Linked DNA regions of Bombyx mori: region 1 is linked to region 2. A link is a contact called in public Hi-C data. All regions are on one chromosome and are shown on one strand. The core of a region is the stretch at or near the end of the contact, and the rest is flanking DNA. Distances in the headings are between cores, read along the strand shown. Region 1 overlaps LOC101744691 (heterogeneous nuclear ribonucleoprotein U-like protein 1). Region 2 holds the start of COPD (coatomer protein complex subunit delta).

The links. Hi-C and Micro-C count contacts between places; a contact is called where the count stands out from the background.
Region 1: a contact with region 2 is called in a Hi-C map of midgut, with 2.1 times the contacts expected there. The contact joins the enhancer-like site here to the promoter of COPD in region 2. A contact is called at or near these places in 3 of 7 Hi-C or Micro-C datasets (middle silk gland, midgut and whole pupa).

What each region holds. Positions count from the first base shown.
Region 1 is chr24:5,972,120-5,979,503 of ASM3026992v2, forward strand. It overlaps LOC101744691 (heterogeneous nuclear ribonucleoprotein U-like protein 1), which reads right to left. Exons shown (of 28, transcript XM_004923118.5): 18 at 6,855-6,977; 19 at 6,155-6,283; 20 at 5,786-5,942; 21 at 5,188-5,442; 22 at 2,658-2,871; 23 at 2,202-2,410; 24 at 1,046-1,182; 25 at 480-591. Among protein-coding and RNA genes, the nearest start is that of LOC101744691, 20 kb to the right of the region's middle. Within about 2 kb of position 4,057, at least 4 of the 8 cell types and tissues checked have open chromatin away from gene starts, as enhancers often do.
Region 2 is chr24:5,921,248-5,928,630 of ASM3026992v2, forward strand. It overlaps COPD (coatomer protein complex subunit delta), which reads right to left and starts at 6,128. Exons shown (of 15, transcript NM_001172723.1): 1 at 6,091-6,128; 2 at 5,907-5,946; 3 at 5,672-5,792; 4 at 5,188-5,290; 5 at 4,124-4,243; 6 at 3,458-3,517; 7 at 1,942-2,053; 8 at 760-847. The coding sequence starts at 6,093. LOC101737185 (deubiquitinase DESI2) reads left to right here and starts at 6,814. Exons shown (of 9, transcript XM_021353407.3): 1 at 6,814-7,032. The coding sequence starts at 6,987.

The sequences.
Region 1 (7,384 bases), core at 2,807-5,306, 49 kb after region 2:
CCGATATATGTTTTAGTTAAAATTTAGGTTTTGTGTAGAATTTTTGCCTTTACTGCTTTATTTTTGGTGTTTAGTGTGAATAAGTTACTGTAAATAAGTTAATTTTATTTTAGTCTCAATTAAAAATACCAGATCTAAATGTGAATCTAGCATGGATTTTTGATTATTTTTTTAAGTTGAGCTTTTTATACTTTCCTTTATTCGTAAATCCTTTAGCAATTTATGCAAAATATGTGAAAATAATTTATTTATATATTCCTTTAAAAGTGTATCTGCCACAAAAACTTCCGAATCACGATTCGTTAAAATTGAAGAGTGATGTTAATAAAAAAGTTCTAAGAATATTTGAAATTATTGTGAAGGAGAAAAAATGGATAGCTTGAAATATATTGCGTTTGTTGTAGTAACTAATGATCTATAGTGATATAGACATAGACACAGATTTATAGACATGATTCTAGTCTTAAAATCGTACGTACCTTGATTCTGGTTCCAGTTGCCCCAACCTCCCCAACCTCCATCCCACTGATTCCAACCTTGCTGTTGATTCTGTTGGTTCTGCTGCATTTGATTTTGTGTGTTTGGACCATCCTGTATTATTAAAATTGTACAAAAAAATTACAAGGTGAAAATATTTCCTATTAAGAATTTCATTACAGGATTCATTTAATAAGTCTGCATTAATGATTAAATTTGAAAAAAGTAACTAGAGAAAAATGCTCAGTCTTCTAATTATAATATAATACACAAAAAGACCAGCATGGAATGTATCTGTTTGACTGCAACACAGTTTTAATTATTAACAGTCATTACTGTAAACTGCTGTAATACTGTTTAAAATTATATTTTACTGACTGTGGAATAAACGATTTTTATTATTTAATTTACAATTCAAAAAGCTAAATGAACATGCAGGCAATTTCTAACTAGTTACTGCAGGTTTGTGGTAAACGAACGTTTAGCAGTTGATATTTAAGGTTAATTAATGATTGACGATCGATCATGATTGTTAGATTTTTTTTAAATTTAGTAATATTCATCTAACCTGTGCCTTCGGCGGATTGTTCGGTCGTGGCACGGCCGGCGGTGGTCCGGTATTGTTGTTTCTGTTATTCCCGCGTTGCCATGATCCGGCCGTATTGTTTCCAGTTGGACCTCCAATATTGGTGTTGCCACCACCACCTATATTGGAATAAAGGTTATAATTTTTACTAGTAAATAAAATTCTACCGGTGGTAGGACCTCTTGTGAGTCCGCGCAGTTAGGTACCACCACCCTGTCTATTTCTGCCGTGAAGCAGTAATGCGCTTCGGTTCGAAGGGTGGGCAGGCGTTGTAATTTTGAGACCTTAGAATTTATATCTCAAGGTGGGTAGCGCATTTACGTCGTAGATGTCCATGAGCTCCAGTAGCCACTTAACACCAGGTGGGCTGTGAGCTCGTTCACCCATCTAAGCAATAAAAAAATACCATAACAGACTGACTAAACCAGATAGCTAACACGTCCAAATTGGTGACTATAGTAGAATTATTTTGTCCGTGCAGTTTCGGTCATAAAACATAGCCCGGCTAGGGCGGTGAGCGGGCGCAACGCCATTATCGATAAAAAAAATGAATCATCGAAGGCAGGTACACGGCGACGGGGCGGCATACGAAGGGTGGAGAGACATTGTTATGTTAAGTCATTTGTACTTACCTGCAAATTAGTACATTATATAGAAGAGTAATGTGTTTTTATGCATTCGTTCTCTGAATTTCTTTAGTGCTTTGTTTTGTATCAAAACGGCAGAATTTATTCAAAATAATATTTGCACGTGTTGTTATCAACAATGTGTTAAAATTTTGCACTGCAATAAGAATAACTCCCGAAAAGTTACAAAGTGTTAATTTCTGCCGTTCTCGTTAACTTGCTGCGGCGATATGTGGTGTAAGTGTTCGATTAGTGATTCTTTCTTTCATTTTTATCACTAACCCACAAAATGACAAAACTAAATACACTATCGATAACGCTTATCGACAACAGTAATGCGCATCACTAAGCCCGTCCATAAGGCTCGTGAGTGGAAGAGAGTGAAATACTCGTTTCGCTCCTCCGATTTTTTATGACCCAAACTGCACGGACAACATTATTCTACTATAGGTCAGAAATTTTGCGGCCGTGATGAGTGTCGATACTGATATTATAAGATGAAGAACAATTACCGGGAGGTCCCTGTGGTGGACGTTTGTTGTCGATGGGTCTCGGAGGTCGGTCGCGGTTGAAACGGTCGGCGTTGGGAGGGGGAGGCCCGGGGGGACCGCGCGGCATGGGACGGTCAAGTCGCCCTCCTCCGCTACCACCGCCGCCGCCGCCGCCGCCTCCACCACGCCCACCGCGATATCCGTCTCGGTCACGGCCAAAATCGCCGCCACTGAAATATAAATGACAATCAATTACAGTTGAACAGTAATATCACCCAAATCAGAACCAAAGCGCTATAAAACTGAAAATTCTGTGAAAATTAGGTTGTTTATGCTCAAATGATAACATTTAAAAAAAGTACCAAGTGGCAACAAATATATGAGCCATATAATGCAATGCAATCAGTGCTCAGCACCATCGAACTTATTAGCTATTTACTGATATTATTAAAGACAAGAAAAAAAACAAATAAATACCGTTGGGGTTGTGGTGGTCCCCAGCGGTCAAAGCGAGGTGTAGTAGGTGGCCCAGGGCGTTGTCGTCCACCCCATCTACTGCCACGACCACCTCCACCAACACCAACACCGCCGCCACCGCCGCCACCACCACCACCGCCGCCGCCGCCACCGCCGCCGCCGCCACCGCCGCCACCCCACCTACTTCCGCCGCCTCCGCCACCCCAGCGATCTTCTACAGGAGAAAAACACGTCAATTATTATTGATTATGCTCAGGCGGTTACAAGATATGCATTATTTTAGTAATATAAATCAAAATGCAAGGTACCTAAAAGTACATATTATTATCCACAACACGCTTCCTCAGTAATAGTTGGGTAGATGTTGATTAGCTGTTCATTCAAATGATAATATATATTATCTGTGACTTACGAATTCTAAAGTTAAAGCTTGGATCAAAAGCCTAAATTGGATAATTTGAAAAAAAAAACTGTAGTTCATTACTAAATCTAGTAAGCCTTCTCAAGGAGGGTTCAATTAACCGATAACACATAATATTTTCATATTATATCATAGATGAAATTTTTACCAACAATTATTTCTCTATTCATTTTTTGTAAATGTAAGTAAAGCTGCTGATCTATAGTGTATTTTAGGGTCAGCTACAAATTTGCATAGATTACCTTATTACTACATTCTATTATACTATGAACAGTTGATTAAAGTTTTTCTAAAAAAAAACTAAATGCTGTTAATAGTTACATTTACATCACATGAACGAAGCTGACCCGCCATTAATCTAGTTTTTTTTTTCTATTGTTTAATTCTAAATAATGATGAAGTATGTCTTCCGCACTATTTAGATGTTGTTAATTTTAGGTTCATACAATATTCAAGATCCGGACTAGACTCTCCACCATTTGCCTGCGAAGGATTCTTGAATACTTTGGCCACATTGCAAGGAAAGACAGTGACAACTTGGAGAAATTGGTGGTCAATGAAAAGGTCGAGGGCAAGCGACCAAGAGGCAGGAACCCGACTCGTTGGACGAACCAGATTAGTGCGACCAAGAGGCAGGAACCCGACTCGTTGGACGGATCAGATTAGTGCGACCAAGAGGCAGGAACCCGACTCGTTGGACGGACCAGATTAGTGCGACCAAGAGGCAGGAACCCGACTCGTTGGACGGACCAGATTAGTGCGACCAAGAGGCAGGAACCCGACTCGTTGGACGGACCAGATTAGTGCGACCAAGAGGCAGGAACCCGACTCGTTGGACGGACCAGATTCGTGCAGCCCTTGATACCACAGTGCACGATGCTCTGCATTCAGCTGCAGATAGGAGCAGATGACTGTGCATTATAAAAAACAAACTGTTTCAAGGCCATGACCACGACCCTCAGTAATGAGGAAACCGACGCAAGGAGGAGACAATATTTTTATATACTCTCATCATAGTCAGTTCTTAACAGAGCAGTCATGGGCAGTCCAAGCACTTGTTTATTATTATTATCTTTGTTTATTATACTTTATGAGCAGTTTTATAGTCCGTTGTATAATGTTGTTTTCGATTGCTCTGGGGTCACGAAAGGTGTGTAATATTTGGTCAATTTATGAAAAGAGTAACAATCAAGTGTCGCGGGTGGCGTTGCTACACGAAGTGACGAAGCGCACGGTGTAGAACCGCAACCCCGCACCGCTGTCCGCTGACATTATAGTATTTTTAACTGAATTCAAGTTTCAACTCAAATCTGTGGTATTTCAAAAGTTTATAGCTGACTAGCTGTACCCGTCCATTACGCTGGGCATTTAAAATTAACATTATTATTTCTCACGATTCAAAGATTTTCATCATTAACGCCCTCGCAACTGGTGTAGGGAGTCCAACGCTCATATAAATATTAGCCTATTAATTAAGTACATGTATTTTTCTACATGGATGCCAAATTTCAAGTCAATCGGATGCATGGTTCAGTAGTTATAAAGGAACATCCGTAAAAACCACTGTAGATTTATATTTTAGTATAGATCAGCGGTCGGGGAACCGGTGTAAATTACCCCTAATGGGGTAAAATGAAATTTTGGGGGGTAAAAATGAATTTTTTGTGAATAAAAAGTGTATATTTAAGTGCAACTACTTTAGAATTTATTCTTTTATTTTTCCAAAAAAAATCATTTCAATTAAAAGATACAAGAAAAATATCATATGAATTATAAAATAACAAGAAATTATCATTTACTTATATTTTCTGTGGGGGTGATTTTTTTCCTCAACTGTATATTACATATATTACTATTATTACCGTACTAGGTATTACATTGATAAATTAAATAAATGATGTTTAAATTAATTTTTTAGTTATTGTTTTCTTTTCAAAATTATCATGGGCAATTATCAAGCTATATTTAAAATAAAAGATGCTAAAAAGAAGCGATTTCGTTTTTTTTTCTTCTTTACCATGGTGTAATACCAACTTACACAAAAATATTTTGGGGTAATAATTAAAAAAGTTCCCCGACCGCTGGTATAGATTTTTATCGTGGGCTCACCTCGGTCCCGGCTGAAGTCCCGCGTCGGACGGCCGCGGTCCTCCCGGCCGTGTCGCTTGTCGTGTTCCCGGGGGCGCTTGGCGGGCGGCCCCTCCCGCGCGTCCGAGCGCTCCCGCTTCTCGCGCTCCCGGCCCGCGCCCGCCGCTTTCGCTTCCTTGTGGTAAGCCTCGATTGCGGCTTTGGCTTCTTCTTCAGGTAGCTCCGGATAGATCACCTCATCTATCCAAGAGCACTTCTCGGGCGCGGTGAAGTTGGCTGTGGAGTGCAAGCGTGACAGTGAGAAAGAGAACCAGCGGTGATAGAAAGTGACCGTGGATGAATGTAAATCAGCCTTTCCCAAAGTGGGCGATAACGCCCCCTTGTGGGCGCTTGATGACCCAAGGGGGGCGGGTAAGAGACCCAGAAAAAATGGGGACGTTGTGTAGAGGCTTGGGAGGTGATTTATAATTTCATCTAGGACTCTTAGACACCGACTGAACTCTCGCTATAGTGGTTTGTAAGTAGGTGAAAAAATGGGGGCGCTAAAATAGAATTTATTCTCAAAGTGGGCAGTAGACACAATTTGTTTGAGAGCTTCTGATGTAAATGTAGTAGAGACCTTTCATGTCGAGTAGCGCAGCGTCTGGCACGTCCTTGGAGTCGGAAGAGGTAGCTCTGGCTCGCTGCTCGTCGCGAGGCAGTATGCAGACGGCCACGCGTCGGTATCCCTCGAACTCTCTCATTTTGCGTCTTTGAGCCGACGGGTATACGTTGGTCTGTTTTCACCCAAACCGTGCAGACGGTGCGTAGCAAATCAGCCGCAACGACGTAACCATGATATGGAATAAAACATATTCATTATAAGATCTGTTCGTCTACAACAGAATCTCAATTAAAAAACTCTGTGATAATAGGAATGTTTAGTATACACCATAACATTATGAATAATCATGTTTTGTTGAAACAACAAAATATGAACAAAACTCACTTGATCTAAAATATAATTTCTTTTTCGGTCACGCGCAAATTCCAGCAATTTAAGCACGCATTTAGCGCACTTGGAGACCATAGCGTCCCACCTGCCTTCGAAGGTCGCGCGGAATGGTTTACAGTCCACCTGGATCAACATATACTCATAAAACAAAAGAACAAATACTAACATATGATAGCTTAAAAGTACCTGATTAAAATGACATACTTTATGTACACTAACCAATATAAAATAGTATTATAGTAAAAGTTATGTCCATAGTTGTCATGTTATGTGAGATCAAAGTTGCAATTCATTTATAAAATAACTTTGAAAACATTACACATAAACAATGCTGAATTTTAATCAATTTCAAATTCAATCTTGTGAATTTTGTATTTTATTGTGTAAGACTGATTGACTAGATCCTCACAATTCTTTTTCGGGAGTTCATTCCACATTGAGAACCAATGATTTACAACTTAGCTACTGAATTGAAAATACAGCAAGAGCCCTATGCTCCTGTTACTAAATTTTATAATAATAATTAATGTCATTCAAGCACAAATTATGGTTGTTGTTATTAATATTGTCCTTGTACATTTAGTAAATATATTTCAATATAGATATTATCAGCATTTCTTGTTAGGTACAAACAAGAATTATTGAACATGTCTGTTTTAAAATATAAAAATATATTACTATATATTTTCCATACCTTCATCTTATCAAAGAGAGCACCAGTAGACAAAATGTTGTAGCGTTTGTCCAAGTTTGTGTCGCAGTGGTTCTTGGCCCAGTAGGTCTTTCCAGATCCAGGCAGCCCCACCATGAGGATCACCTGTCAATTAGTCTTAAATTAACAAAATAAAATAGAATATTGGGACAATTTGGGAGTAAATTTAACACCTTCAAATAAATACAGTAGGGACAGAATGTCTGTAGTAGTAGAAGTAAATAGTAAATAGTTGATCATAAGAACCAGTATATTCCCCGCTGTTACACCGCTCAGTCAGACTAACGTGTCTCGCAGTCGGTACTAATCCAGTGTCGATTACTCCGAGACACTCAGTAGACGATGTCTTAGGACAAAAATGTAAACAACGAAAGATCCTAAGTCTTCAACTGTCGTATTTTCTTCTTTTCGTTCCAGAATTTTTGTTCGTTCCGTCTTCTTTCCCGGAAGATTAACAGACGCAAGATAACTTCTGTTAAAGGAATTGTAGAACTTTTTGAATAAATTTGATA
Region 2 (7,383 bases), core at 4,878-7,377:
TGTTGATTAAATGAATAAATAAAAACCTTTAAAACACGCTCCTGTAAAATTAGTAAGTTTTGAGATTATACACTTTTAATGCGCGTAGTCAATGTCAAGCTCAAATATAATTTTAATGCGATTATATAAGTGTGTGTATGTACTTTTTGCGCCTTTCTTAGGTAGGTTTTTTATTATAGTTAAAAGGACTTTTACGATTTAATTTCGTCTATCTATATTGTAAAATATTACCTACGTTTTTTAATATTTAAGAGTTTTAGAGATCGCGGACTGTTTTTTAGATTTTAGATTTTTTACGCCTTTCTACATTACTTATGGAAATATTCAATATATTTATCCCTTTTTTGGGGAGGATAGCTCGGTCCGGAAGCCTTTGCCAACAAATGTTATAAAATTAGATGAACAGTAATTGTAAAAAAAAAACAAAATCTAATTCTGTATACACTTAAGTTCAGTCTTACAAAATTGTACACTTTTTATATCTGATTAGATTGTTGTGGTTTGCTGGATGAAAATATTAACAATAATATTACTGCATTAATAATTCTGTCCATAGCAAAAAATGTAGTAAATAAATTAAAATTACGTGCAATCAAGCATGCGAAATTCGAAGAAAAAAAGGTGATTTTTATGTCTATGGTAAATTTTTAACTGTGTCATTAACTAGTTATACTCGTATATTGTCTCTCGGTTACAACACTGTGATTGACATTAATATTGAAAGATAATAATTATCTCTTAATTATCTCTATAACTCACGTATCTCTGGCCGGTGTCGTTGGAATCTTCTCGGCAATAGATTCAGATGGAGACGACGAGGACATCGTCGAGCTACCAAAGCCACTGCCTGAGAGAAAGAAAAAAAGATGCATTACCTTTAAAATATGGAGGGTAGAGGTAGGAAGAACCGTCTCATATGGGAGAATCTTGAAAAAGTGTCCCACTTTCAGCACTAAAGACCGGTCACCGTCCTCATCGAACCCGTCGCTTGCGACAAAGGGCTCAACGAGCGAATTAACCCACAGACACAGCCCACTGAGTTTCTCACCGGATCTTCTCAGTGGGTCGCGTTTCCGATCCGGTGGTAGATTCTGCGAAACACTGCTCTTGCTAGGGTCAGTGTTAGCAACACTCCGGTGTGAGCCCCGTGAGCTCACCTACACACGTTAGGGTGAAGCTGAAATAGCCTCTCAAGGCTATCAGCATACGTAGGAGGAAAAAAAAGCACTAAATAACAGTTCAAAAATTCTCCTGAATGGCGCTAGCATAGACACAGGGTATGATATGAATTGAACAGTTGTTAACTGATTGAAGTATGGTGAGTTAGGAAATTTAATATATTTAATGACTAGAGTAGTTAGTGACAGTGTAATATACAAGATCTCACATGTTTACGTAGTCCAAACTAATTTCGTCAATAACCTAAAATTATTGTTGTGGTAAAACGTGGAGACATCGATTGCATTTTCTTATCAGCTTTAAATAAAATATTTTACTTTTTGTGATTTTGAAGTGCTTACAGTTCTTTCGTCCTTTTTTATTTCTCTATCTTATTCTAATAACATTAAGCGCCTTTTTTTAAATTTACCCGGTTGCTACTGTAGCGCCACCCTTATTTAGCAGATTGTAACGGACACTTTTTACACACAGAGATGGTTCTCCTTAACTCTACTCTCCGGACTTTAAAATTTCGTATTTTTTGGCAAGCGAACAATGTTGCCAGTACCGAGACAATAAAACGAGTTTTTAATGATAAGGACCCTTCCAAGAATCAATTTCGTTAGCAGTCTACGAGTATATCGATTGTTTTCTGAACAAAATGTGTTTACTTAAAACTTTCAAGATAAATTATTTTAGATTTTCAATTCGTTTGGAAATGAGCAAGTTTGACAATCTGTGGTTTCCTCTCAAAGGCTTCCGCACAAAGCACACTGTTCTTACCGAAGGACATCTGTGAGCGCGGCGGCTGGCCACGTTTGGCCGCCTCCAATCTCTCACGCTGCAACTCCTTAGCGCGTTCGCGCATGCGGTTCGCTGCCTCGCGTTCTTGGGTCTAAAGTGTTTGTAAGTATTTATTTATTTATTGCTTAGATGGATGGACGAGCTCATAGCCCACCTGGTGTTGTGGTTACTGGAGCCCAGAAATCTACATCGCAAATGCGCCACCCACCTTGAGATATAAGGTTAAGGTCTCAGTATATTTACAACGGCTGCTTCATCCTTCAAACCGAAACGCATTACTGCTTCACGGCAGAAATACGTATAATTGTGGGTGTGTCACTGGTGGTAGGACCTCTTGTGATTCCGCGCGGGTGGGTACCACCGCCCTGTCTATTTCCGCCGTGAAGCAGTAATGCGTTTCGCGTTTCGGTTCGAAGGGTCGAGTAGCCGTTGTAACTATACTGAGACCTTAGAACTTATATCTCGAGGTGCGTGGCGCATTTACGTTGTAGATGTCTATGGGCTCCAGTAACCACTTAACACCAGGTGGGCTGTGAGCTCGTCCATCCATCTAAGCAATAAAAAATAAAAAAAATGTTTTTTTATGGAGACAGATGATGCTATATCGGAACACTGGCATGAGTAATGGTAGGCAGCGACTTGGCTGTGCCCCTGGCATTGATGACGTTCATGAGCGACGGTAACCAATTACCATCAGGTGGGCCGTAAGCTCACCTCCCTTTAAAGGCAACAATAATAAAACAGTCCAACGGCTGCTTTAAATTACCAGGGACTCCCGTAAAATTATCGGAATTCGACTATAATCTATGACGCCTTAAAATTTACACAATGAGTCTATGTTTTGTATTATATTATCTGTGTTGTTAACTTATAAACTTTAAAAAAAAACCGTACCTAAAGTCATTAGCTATTAAACAGAATTTTATCTTTGTTTATCTATGTACAGATTACACACGATATTCGAATGAGTTTCACTACTTCCACATCGTGCAGTAACTAGTTGAATGACTCGGATACACAGCACAGTGGTTGCACTTCCGTCTACGGGGACGAGGGTCCTGAGTTCAAATCCCACATATATTCGTGTGATGAACACATTTGTTTGTTATTTTTCTGGGTGTTTTGTAGGCGTATATATCAACATATATTAGTCTGTGGTTCACATAGCACAGAAAAATTTAGGAACTTATAAAAAAAAATGCTGGATTTACTTGATACCTAAATATTTTAAGAGAATCCTTTTCTTATTAATCAGTTGTATTAATTTTATATAAATAACAAAAAATATAAACATGTAGGTAAATTATAATGATTTTTATTTAAACGTGGCAACCCAAGGCCAGTTGTTGCTAAACTCACGCGACCCACGGACGTATTTATGGAACATTGATTTACAGGAAACTCCGATCAAATAACAGTGAGCTGAATAATTTGTCTATAGACGAATATCACAATAGAAAGAAAATTAAAAACATTATTAAATTTATACACGTACCTGCCTTACGGCTTGATAAATCTTTTCCTCGTGAGAGTCCATTTCAACAAACGAACGGACCTTAAACAAAAAAATTCGCAAAATTTAAATTCAAGACTATATAGGGCAATGTAGAAAATCGGTAAACGATCTCACGGCCAACCTTTTCGTGATTACTAGATGCCGTGGATATCATAATGTGAATTCTGACATCCACCTTGAGACATGAGGTCTACATCTCAATAGTATGGCGGCTATTTCATCCATCGAACCGAAACGCATTACTGCTTAAGAGTTGAATTGAATATATCTGTCATATTGCTACGCGCTGAGGCTCGGGATAAATCTTTTACCGAAGTACAAATTAAAAGTCTATTTAACTCTTAGAACATTCAAGGAACACTTTACAATTTGCTATTCACCGTAGAACCGTTAACTAAACTGCCTTCATGTCATCTCTGCAACGCTTTTATAGTCGATACGACAAATCCACAATTATCGAGAACATTTCCAACAGGACGACTCCTTTCGATATGTTTTACCGCTATTTGATAATAGATGGCGTTACACATTTCGAGCGCTCTCGATGTTACTAGTTCTTTTGATATTCGTTTCTGCTATTCGATGATAGATGGCGTTACTCTTACCGGCGTAACAATATCAAATTCATCTGTCTTATACACATACCTGCGCTAGATTGACGCTTTCTCTGTACCCAAGAGCGACAATCTCGTCGAAAGCAAATAGCAAATTGAAGGCCTGGTTCAAGACTTCAGTTTCTGTGAGCTGTACACAATATTCTGGTACCTAGAAAGAAAATAATAAGCACCGATAACTTGCTATTTTTGCATGCAAAACAGCTCCAACAACCTAAAAATTTTATGTTATAAATTGTTATTGTTAAATGAGACTTCTTATGAACATTAGTGGTGGATATTGTTGCATGTGTTGCCCATGTCCACTGGCAGTGACAACCGTTATAGCAGTAGCAATTGTAAAATAAAAAATATAAGACAAAAACACTGAATCAGGCTAAGAACATTTTCATGATAATCTGGCATCACAAGTTCTGAACGACAAGATTCTTAAAGTCAATATTCATAGCAATATCATTCGCTCAGTAAAAGATTTTAAAGATTAACCTTAGTTTGTCATGCGTTTCACACAATAAGAGAATGATTGACTCTACGAAGCACTGCTCTTGCTAGGGCTAGTGTTAGCGACATACTCCCCGGGTATGCTGGCATAAGCCCTCATAGGCTCCAGTAACCACTTAACACCAGGTGGGCTGTAAGCTCGTCCACCCTTCTAAGCAATTAAAAAAAACTAAAAAAAACACAAAATATGAGTACACAGTACTCTAACATTTGTTATTTTACAAGTACATATTTTGTATTTGTTTATTAATAATACTAAAATTTGTTACTAAACATTATTTTTTATCAAAATCAATTGACATACCAAAGAATACAGTGTTCAAGTGTTTTTCTTTGCCCATTCATGTAAGTTTATTTGATTTGCCTAATGTGAACCACAGATCTGTTCTTTATTTTGTGCTATAATTGTGCAAAATTACTTGCACTATGAACTTTTGTGTACAATTTTAAATTGTTTACATCCGTGCCCCTCCCTCATTTTAATGAATACTGAAAAAACTACTGAAATTTTTGTAACTGATACAATCTGCAATGTCGTTATCACTATATATGTACTAAATAAATAAAAATTTAATGCGATTAATAATATTTTACCACTCTGCTGAAGAGTCTCAATGTCTCCAGATCTTCCAGGATGTTACTAGCCTTTGTCGTGATCAGTAACATATACAACTTGTCTAGTGGCTGGTAGACATATCTGAAAGTGGTAAAAAATTTAGTCAGACATAATTTTGTATCAAAAATTTTTAACTTGCTTTATATATAATTGTACAGCATATAGGTGAGTAAACTGATGTCTCCTGTGGTGTATAGTTCCCATAGATATAAACGACAATAACAATGTTGCTACTCATTTTAAGACACAATGTTCAACTCTTTATTGTACATTATAACAACTTTCAAAATAGACATATGACACTGATTCACAGCAGTAATGGGTAATGCACTACACTTTTAGTTCTTATTTATTGATTAGATGAATATAATGGTATGCTTATAAACAACATTCGTCATTGGTATAAAAGAAAGAATAACTCATCGTAAAGAATATTAATGAAAATTTGTTAATGATAAATACCTGACGGACTCTGTTTCTACAAATGTATGCTGCCGTCCTCCTGTCATTAGTTTAGGGAAGGCCGCCAGTAGACCTTCGATGCGAGCTTTTGTCATTTCGACGAACTGGCGGGACACCAGAGCTAAATAAGTGGAACATCATTAATAGACAAGTAAAGTACTATATTACATTAAAATAATATTATGAAAAGTATCAAATGTCAGTAGTTGAAGCACATATCGGTAGTATAAATTACCTTTGCCTGACTTCGTACAAACTGTAGCGGCTATAAGTACCTGAAATAACATGAAAATACATATGATTTCAGTAGTAAACACTGACCGGGAACACAATAATATCTACAGGAATAGAATTAAAACAATGGGATTTATGGAATGTATGATGAAGAGTGTACGTTAATTTTATTTAACGTTACATACCATCTTGTTTTTATATTCTTATATCTAATTTTCATAAAACACACCAAAATATTTTAGGATAGGCTTCCACAAATTTGACAACACACACGATGAGGTGACGTGTTGACCATTTGACAGCAAACGTCAACAGTATTTTGTTAGACTATGGTTAGACCATGTTTGAGACATTAATCAACTGGGATGAAATGAGATAATATGGTATGAAATATAATCTCAGTAAAATTAGTGGAATTTTAGTGGACTTTTTGGAGGATCCCGAGAAGTTACGTTCAGCGGCTTTGTTTGATTTTCCCATATTTGTGCACTTTCACAGATACTAAGCAGTTAATAAACCACCGTTATTACATAATTAAACCTGAAGAAACACTAAATCGACAAAATAAAACAAATCACACAACTTCACTCCTAGCGTTCCCGCCAAAAAGCCTCTATGGTTAACTGCCAATTCTAGATAAAGATAATTGGTGAACTTGGTGTTAGAGAGTAATTCACAGGGAAGTCATTCAAAATAGTTCGGATTAAACAATTTTTATCCAACATTTCTAACTGCTAAGATTTGGTTTATGAAAAAACCCAGCTATAACTTAGACAAAGAAAAGATCTCATCTAAACTGTCAAAGATTATTTGTCAATGACAATTACAAGAGGAACATACCTAGTATAAATACTAAGTAGTCAAAATATAAATTTCAGTAATCTGTGCTTAAATGTCAAAAGTCAGTGTCTGTAAATCATTAAGTGTATAATCTATGCTGTAAATCAAGGCACGTTGAGGATAATTGTTCATAAATTATCAGTAAATTAAAAAAATATTTTTTTTTAAATAATAATTACATATTATTGTTCATTCATGTATTATGCTCACAATGGAGGCTACATTGTGACGCGGCCGGTTAATGTATACGGAATTTGCTTACACATCAAAGAAGCCAAATAACCGTAGTAAGTGAATTTGAAATATTTTCGTAGCTATAACTCGACAGGACACATGCTAGAGTCTTTGAATCTTATCTACGTTATATTCGCTAATGGTCAGACAATTTAATTTGCATACAATGACGATTTCGTGCCGAAACAGTGATAATCGTCAGACGAAAAGTCAGTCTTGTTTTGATAGTTCAATTTCATTAGTCAAAAGCGATTATCTCTGTTAATACGTACGCAAGTAATTATTTTTCAAGATTTTACACATTTGTAGTTGGTCTTAGTTTTATTCTAATGGAAGAAACATCTTTGATTGACAGTGACAATGAGGTACTTGCATGCTGTTGACATAATAATATCTTTATTAAT